2 separate regions of the Bos taurus genome follow, and region 1 is linked to region 2. A link is a contact called in public Hi-C data. All regions are on one chromosome and are shown on one strand. The core of a region is the stretch at or near the end of the contact, and the rest is flanking DNA. Distances in the headings are between cores, read along the strand shown.

Evidence for each region. A called contact is a pair of places that touch in the nucleus more often than the background predicts.
Region 1: a Hi-C map of liver shows a contact between it and region 2, with 6 times the contacts expected there. The contact joins two enhancer-like sites. A contact is called at or near these places in 2 of 11 Hi-C or Micro-C datasets (both in liver).

The regions. Positions count from the first base shown.
Region 1 is chr21:5,977,080-5,981,319 of ARS-UCD2.0, forward strand. All of the region lies in intron 5 of ASB7 (ankyrin repeat and SOCS box containing 7), which reads right to left. Among named protein-coding and RNA genes, the nearest start is that of ASB7, 44 kb to the right of the region's middle. Within about 2 kb of position 2,417, at least 1 of the 102 cell types and tissues checked has an H3K27ac peak or open chromatin away from gene starts, as enhancers often do. A contact at or near this core is called in liver, where this site is marked.
Region 2 is chr21:5,544,038-5,547,816 of ARS-UCD2.0, forward strand. All of the region lies in intron 5 of LRRK1 (leucine rich repeat kinase 1), which reads right to left. Among named protein-coding and RNA genes, the nearest start is that of MIR2362, 41 kb to the left of the region's middle. Within about 2 kb of position 2,029, at least 1 of the 102 cell types and tissues checked has an H3K27ac peak or open chromatin away from gene starts, as enhancers often do. A contact at or near this core is called in liver, where this site is marked.

The DNA.
Region 1 (4,240 bases), core at 1,167-3,666, 430 kb after region 2:
GGTTAGCCCATTATAAATGCAGTGTACTATTTATTTCTAAAAGTAATTTTAATAATTGAGACTAAATAACTTTGCCAACAAAGGTCCGTCTAGTCAAGGCTATGGTTTTTCCAGTGGTCATGTATGGATGCGAGAGTTGGACTGTGAAGAAGGCTGAGCGCCGAAGAATTGATGCTTTGGAACTGTGGTGTTGGAAAAGACTTCAAGGAGATCCAACCAGTCCATTCTGAAGGAGATCAGCCCTGGGATTTCTTTGGAAGGAATGATGCTAAAGCTGAAACTCCAGTACTTTGGCCACCTCATGCGAAGAGCTGACTCGTTGGAAAAGACTCTGATGCTGGGAGGGATTGGGGGCAGGAGGAGAAGGGGATGACAGAGGATGAGATAGCTGGATGGCACTACTGACTCGATGGACGTGAGTCTGAGTGAACTCCGGGAGTTGGTGACAGACAGGGAGGCCTGGCATGCTGCGATACATGGGGTCGCAAAGAGTTGGACACGGCTGAGCGACTGAACTGAACTAAAATAACCTAGGAAGACTACAATGCAGAAGTGCAGCAAAATCCCCAATTAGAAGAAAAATCAATAATCAAAAATAATCTTAGTTACAATGTGTTACATAAATTATTTCTCCAAAGAGCTATACTAAGTTATCACTATTTTGGTAAGTCGTACTAAAAAAACAACAACAAAAAAAGTCAAAGAAATTGGTAACAGAAGCATCTGAAAGGAACACAGGAGTAAGGGCCCCCGGTGCAGAGGAGCTGTCATGAGAGCCTGCTTACACACCTGTTGCTGTACTGGACTTAGCTGAGAAAGTCACGGCCTAAATTTCACTTTCTTAGAATTCCTTTAAAAAGTAAATTCAAATTACTTAAAGAAGTACTTGACAGATTGTCATTGCAAAACAATTTATCCAACTCATTCCCATTTACCTAATTGTTTTTCTCTCAGAAACATGAGCCCTTTATTTTTCAAATTCCTTCCGATCAGTGTAATCATTATTCTTATTTAAATAAAAATATTTTAAAATTATGAAGTACTTAAATTATCAAATACATTAAAATTATTTAAAATTTAAATAAATAATTCCTTTTATTAATTCTTTAAAACATACAAATCAAAATACAACCCAGCACTACCTTTTACAAACCACTAAAGCATATTGAGTGGCTGCTTCAAGTACTGGAACAGCAATTACTAGAAACACAGATCATTACATTACCTTTGACTCTTCTGAATATTAAACACAAATCCAACTGGCATATTCTCTGCCTTAAGAATAATTTATGCAAGAACCTGCCATGCTATGTAAAATAAATAGATAGGTAAACAAGGTGTTTAAAAACCAGTTAAGTGGTTAACTTACTCAAGGACTCCTTGGCACCTTTGATATGCTTCTGTGCATGGTGAATCACTGAAACTGCTATCTACAATTCAGGGTACTAGTCTTTTAAACTGACAAATAATGAACCTGTTTTACCCCCAGAGCATCTGATGGAATGATCACTGATCTCTCTCTACAGATCCTAATAAGTATGCTGGCATCGACCAAGCAGTAATTTAAAACATTCCATCTTATTCACAGATTGTAACTGCAACTGGAAATATGCTAGAAGATCATTAAATCCTGAAACACTAGGTTACCAGGGTGTCCTTAAAATTTTGAATGTAGAAATTGAACGTTGCTAGATCTCAACTTTTTTAGTTTGAGGACCTCTGTGCACTCTTAAAGTTGGATGACCACAAAGAATTTTCATTTATGTGTGTTGTTGTTGAACTGCTAAGTTGTGTCTGGCTCTTTGCAACTCCATGGGCTGTCGCCCACCAGGCAAGGACTCTGGAATTGGTTGCCATTTCCTTCTCCATTACGTGTGTTGTATCTATCTGTATTTACCAAATCTAGAAATTTTTAAAATACTGATTTCTTAAAATAAGAGTGATAAAATTCATTATCTGTTGAAATAAATTTTTATGGAAAAAAAAAAAAAAAAGCTGCTTTCCAAAACAAGAAAGATTTCATGAAAAGAGTGGTGCTGTTTTACATCTTTGCAAATTATCTCTTAGGTAGGGCTTCAGAGAAGACAGCTGGAATCAGAGACCTGCTTCTGCATACCATCTGTTGTAAATAATATGCTGTCTTGATTGAAGTAAATGAAGAAAATCCAGACACACTGGTAGTAGGAAAAGGAAGGAATACTTAATGGCCTTTACAGATAAATCATGGTTCTTTGATACTACACCAAAACTCAACAAGATGTGTTTTTTGAAGGTTAGATGCAAAATGGAATCTGACACCAAACCAGTGAACTTTTTTATACCCTTTCATATTAAAATCCACTGGTCTGTTTCGCCCTTTGAAGGGATCTTTTACCCAATGCATGATTGTGTAACACCATGCACTAGTCGTTTGGAAAACACTGATTACCTGAGTTACGCAGATCTTTCCAATGGTGACCCAATTCACTGCATGATAGCAAAAAATGACTTTTGTTAATAGCTCTACTGATTTTGAAAAGTTTGTACATATTGGTAAACTGTCAGTGTCCTACTGGCAAATATAAGCTTTTCAAAATTCTAACTTTCACTTGAAAGCTCAAAATTTGTTGCTCATCATAAATACTTTCAGTTGTTCTCCTTAAGGTGACAAGTGAACTTTATTCATTTTCAAGAAAACGTCTACCAAATACCAAAGCCTAACCAGCTTGGCTGTCCATCTCATATTTTAGGTAAATACGGTATTCCATCAAAAAAAAGTTGCTGGTCCAGATCAAACAAATCACAGACGTACTTTCCCTTAATTCAATCCCACTTTGTTACAGAGTAAGAACACTTTCAATTTCCATCCCATAGAATATTAAAAAAGGTACATCCTCAAATGGATAGGATTTATTAAAATTAAATCAAAGACATTCCTAAATGGATCTGGAACACTCTCCTCAGGCTGCCTGTGGTGAAGAACACGACTGCTAGCAGCCTCTGGGGCCACTGCCTTCATGAACGCTCAGGTGCCTACTGTTTCAGCCACCACCGCTCTTACACATCAGTGCAGTCAAAGAAGCCAATAATATCTTAGTACTGTTATGAAATTAGTTTTGATCTCATGTCTTGAGGGCCCCCAAGAGTCCACACTGTTCTGTATGAATCCAAAAACAAAATAAAACCACAAGCAGCAGGATATCATTCCCTTTAAGAGTGGTTATTGGCAAGAATTTTTAAAAGGAGGGACCCCACAGACTCTGATTCCCCCAATTTTCAGAGGAGGCCACAGATCCGTGGGGAGGGTGGGAGGCCAGGCGGCCTGCCCAAGCGCATCAGGTAAGTCAGATGCTAGGGCAAGAGCCCACTGTCTGCTCTCCCCGCCACAGGACGCAGCTGACGCAACAGCAACCAGACACAGGCCCCGCTGAGAATCCGCGGGGTGCCGTGAGGGAGACACAGGCCGCTGAACCCAAGAGGGCAAACGCTGCTCAGGCCTAGGGACTGCGTTCACAATGTAAGTGAAAAATGATAAAAACAATGAACAGACTTCTTCTGGTTTCAGCTCCAACATAAAAGAGAACTTGAAGTAATCATAATCACTCCAGTCCCTACAAGAAGAAAAAGCTGAACAAACTCATCAAGGGCGTATCTAGGACCCATCAGTAAATGGATATATAGGGCAAACCTCCACCATAGAATCTGGAGAAAGAGACAGATCTAGAATCAGAGCTGAAATCGGTGCACTTAGGGCAGAAGCTACTGGAGCCACAAACTAGAGGAACACTTAAATGGTCCTTTAGACAAGCGGCCAAGCTCTGTGTGTGGCCCAGCCTGGGAGGGAGAGCCACAGTCTTAGGAACCGCTCACGTGTTCTGAGGGGTCCTTTCAGGGACCCCTTTTCACAGGGAGAGACCCCTGGTGGCTCTGGCAGGAGGAGGGTGTGAACACTGGCCTGATGGACACTCAGGAAACTTCACAACAAACGTTTGCTCACCAAGGGAGAGACCTCACCAGAGTCCTAGCCCACCCGGAGAATAAACATTTCTCTGATTCCCCCCACCACGGTCCTCTCACCAAAGTGTGGGTATTTGGGGGGATAAGGCAGGAAACAGCGGAAAGGACAACACTTTTCTCATGGACTTTCTCTCTCTTTCCTAAAAGACTTTCATATTCTGAACACCTCTTTGACTAGGGAAATTTACACTGTAGGGCAGGGAGCTGACAAGGGGAAAAGAGCACCAGCTTCCAATCCAATTGC
Region 2 (3,779 bases), core at 779-3,278:
AATTTCTGGCCCACTGTTTCTCCCAAGACCTCTGCCCACCCTCTGGGTTCCTTTTGGCAGATGGCTTGTGGGGTTAATAATTTGTTCTCGGTAGAAGGTAGAAGAAATCGGGGAATGGGCCACCTCCTAGAACTGAGGATTCAAGACTAAAGGAAAACTTTCAACTAAAGCCCAGAAACTCAGTTCAGTTTAGTTCAGTTGGTCAGTTGTCCATTGAGCATGTGGTATTTTGACCCTGGGTTAAACAACCAAACAGTCGGTCCAACTCTTTGCAATCCCATGGACTGCAGCACACCAGGCTTCCCTGTCCATCACCAACTCCTGGAGCTTACTCAAACTCATGTCCATTGAGTTCGTGATGCCATCCAACAGTCTCATCCTCTGTCATCCCCTTTTCCTCCTGCCTTCCATCTTGCCCAGCATCAGGATGTTTTCCAATGAGTCAGTTCTTTGCATCAAGTGGCCAAAGTATTGGAGTTTCAGCTTTAGCATCAGTCCTTCCAAAAAATATTCAGGTCTGATTTCCTTTGGGATGGACTGGTTGAATCTCTTTGCTGTCCATGGGACTCTCAAGAGTCTTTTCCAACACCACATTTCAAAAGCATCAATTCTTTGGTGCTCAGCTTTCTTTATAGTCCAACTCTCACATCCATACACGACTACTGAAAAAACTATAGCTTTGAATAGACGGACCTTTGTCAACAAAGTAATGTGTCTGTTTCTTATTATGGTGTCTAGGTTGGTCATAGCTTTTCTTTCAAGGAGTAAGCGTCTTTTAATTTCACGGCTGCAATCACCATCTGCAGTGATTTTGGAGCCCCCCAAAATAAAGTCTCTCACTGTTTCCATTATTTCCCCATCTATTTGCCATGAAGTGATGGGACCAGATGCCATGATCTTCATTTTTTGAATGTTGAGTTTTAAGCCAGCTTTTCACTCTCCTCTTTCACATTCATTAAGAGGCTCTTTAGTCTTTGCTTTCTGCCATAAGGGTGGTGTCATCTGCACATCTGAGGCTATTGATATTTCTCCCGGCAATCTTGATTACAGCTTGTGCTTCTTCCAGTCCAGTGTTTCTCATGATGTACTCTGCATATAAGTTAAATAAGCAGGGTGACAATATATAGCCTTGACGTACTCCTTTCCCGATTTGGAACCAGGCTGTTGTTCCATGTCCGGTTCTAACTGTTGCTTATTGACCTTCATACAGATTTCTTAGGAGGCAGATAAGATGGTCTGGTATTCCCATCTCTTGAAGACTTTTTCACAGTTTGTTGTGATCCACACAGTCAAAGGCTGTGGCATAGTCAATAAAGCAGAAGTAGGTGTTTTTTCCGGAACTCTTGCTTTTTTGATGATCCAACAGATGTTGGCAATTTGATCTGTGGTTCCTCTGCCTTTTCTAAATCCAGCTTGAACATGTGGAAGTTCATGGTTCACATACTTTTGAAGCCTCGCTTGAGAATTTTAGGCATTACTTTGCTAGCATGTGAGTTGAGTGCAGTTGTGTGGTAATTTGAGCATTCTTTGGCATTGCCTTTTTTTGGGATTGGAATGAAAACTGACCTTTTCCAGTCCTGTGGCCACTGCTGAGTCTTCCAAATTTGCTGGCATATTGAGTGCAGCATTTTCACAGCGTCATCTTTTAGAATTTGAAATAGCTCAACTGGAATTCTCTCACCTCTACTATCTTTATTCATAGTGATGCTTCCTAAGGCCCACTTTGCTTTGCATTCCAGGCTGTCTGGCTCTAGGTGAGTGGTCACACCATCATGATTATCTGGGTCATGAAGATCTTTTTTGTGTAGTTCTTCTGTGTATTCTTGGCACCAGAAACTACCTGTTCATAAATGAACCACAGGATTCAGAAAGTGAACCCAACACTAGAATTCATAGAAAGGTTGTGGGGCCAAGGGATCATGGCCTTGCTGTCAGTAACCAACTGACCAACCTGCCAAAGGGCCACCAAGGTTCTCTGGAGCTGCTGGAAGCACCAGGATGGTGGGCCTGGAGCCAAGAGAGTCTTGCACAAGTTTACAGGAGAGAGAGGTCGCTTTTGATCCTGGGTTTCACAGGGTTACTCAGGGACCCCAGATTTTGCAGGCAGTCTGGCCTCTGCCTTTGCACTCTGTCCTGCCACCACGACAAAGGGGACAGGGTGCTCCCTGGTCTGTTTTCTTTCTCCTGGAGTTCAGAGCCCTCATCCTTTGAGTCATTTAAAGCCTCCTGAACCTGCAAGTCCTTCAGCGAGGGTCTGTGTTATGGCCCCCAGTTAGGCAACAAGGATGCCATCCTGCCTCACAGTCAGCACTTACTTGAGCACTGCCAAGCGCAGGCCAGCCTGCCAGGCACTGTGGCTCTGGATGCTGCAGATGGAACCAAGGCCCAGGGAGTTTATGGCTCAAAGGAAGAGCTGTGTGTACTGACCATGCATCTGGACATCCTAACTCACCAGTTTCTTGGTTTTCATGGACTAAGAGCATATGATGTTAACCACAAAGCCAGGAACGAACACCCGCGGGGAAGCCTCTCTGCTTCTTTGGAGGCATTATTTATCAGAAGTAAATCATCAATAAGAAGTGAGTGGCTGTGTGTGGCACTCAGTAACCTGGACATGAGGAAGGGGAGGAAGTAGATCCTCCCAGTTCCTAAAATTGAGCTTTTTCTAGGTCTAACGCCCACCACAGTTTCTGCAGGGTTGAAATCTGAAACTCAAGCTCAAGCCCTGAGAGAAGCAGTAAAAAGCAGAAGTCTGAAAACATGATGACACGGACACATTCAGAATTCAGACATGCTTGTGAAAAGACTTCTGGGCTGGATGGTGGTTGGAAAAACATGTAAGGTTTCTACCTGGTCTTGGATTAGTCTGAGAACTTTCACCTTCAAAAGTTACTTTCCTTTTGGTGCACAAACATTACAGGGTGTACAAGTATTTCCAAAGCGGCAGTGAGGAAGAAGGAAGGAAAAAGGATGCATAGAAACCTAGCTGGGCAGCCCTCATTACTTATTTGTGTTTAGTGCAGGCAGGACCACAATAAACCAGGTTCTGAGGGAGACAACCTAGAAAATGTATCATTAAACCCATGCACGCTGAACTGCAAAGTCAAAGATAGCTGGCTGTAGAGATCCCAAAATTCAACAGCACCATGGTTAAGGCCACATCACCCTGGAAGAAGCAGACAGACAAAGTGCTATGTTTGTTCTTAAGCATGAGTCCTTTCAATTCTGGACCTAAGTAAAGGAAATACTGATCTCCCAGAAGGCAATGTAGGTGACTTAAGAAACTTGTTTTCCAAGGCCGTGATGGTAACTATGACCAGTTTAAGGAAGACCAGGACACTAGGCTCAGTACAGACAGTGATGTTTGGGAGGACCTCTGCATAAGAAGGTCTTGTCCTGTGATGGGAGCTGTGGTCCAGGAAGGCAACTGCCTGCCTTTGCACACTGCTGCCTGAAGCTTCCATAGATAAATGTCACAGAGATTGAGTCCAAGACTGAGAGCATGCCTTCTTTCATGCTTTTATGTTGGCGCAACCCTTATGGTTGAAGAATATAATGGTTTATGAAGGGCTGAAATTGATAATGCTTTTAGGCTGGCTTTAACCTGAAGAGCTGAGGGGCTGGCAACTGGGCCCTGAGCGGACACAGAGAACTCTGCTCCAGCGCTGGGAGGACGTGCCTCTGCAATCTTGAGCACAGCCCCAGCAGAGCAAGCTCCAATGCTGCCCCCTTCTTAGGTCTCCGTGGAACCCACAAAGCAGAATCTGCATCCCTTCTCC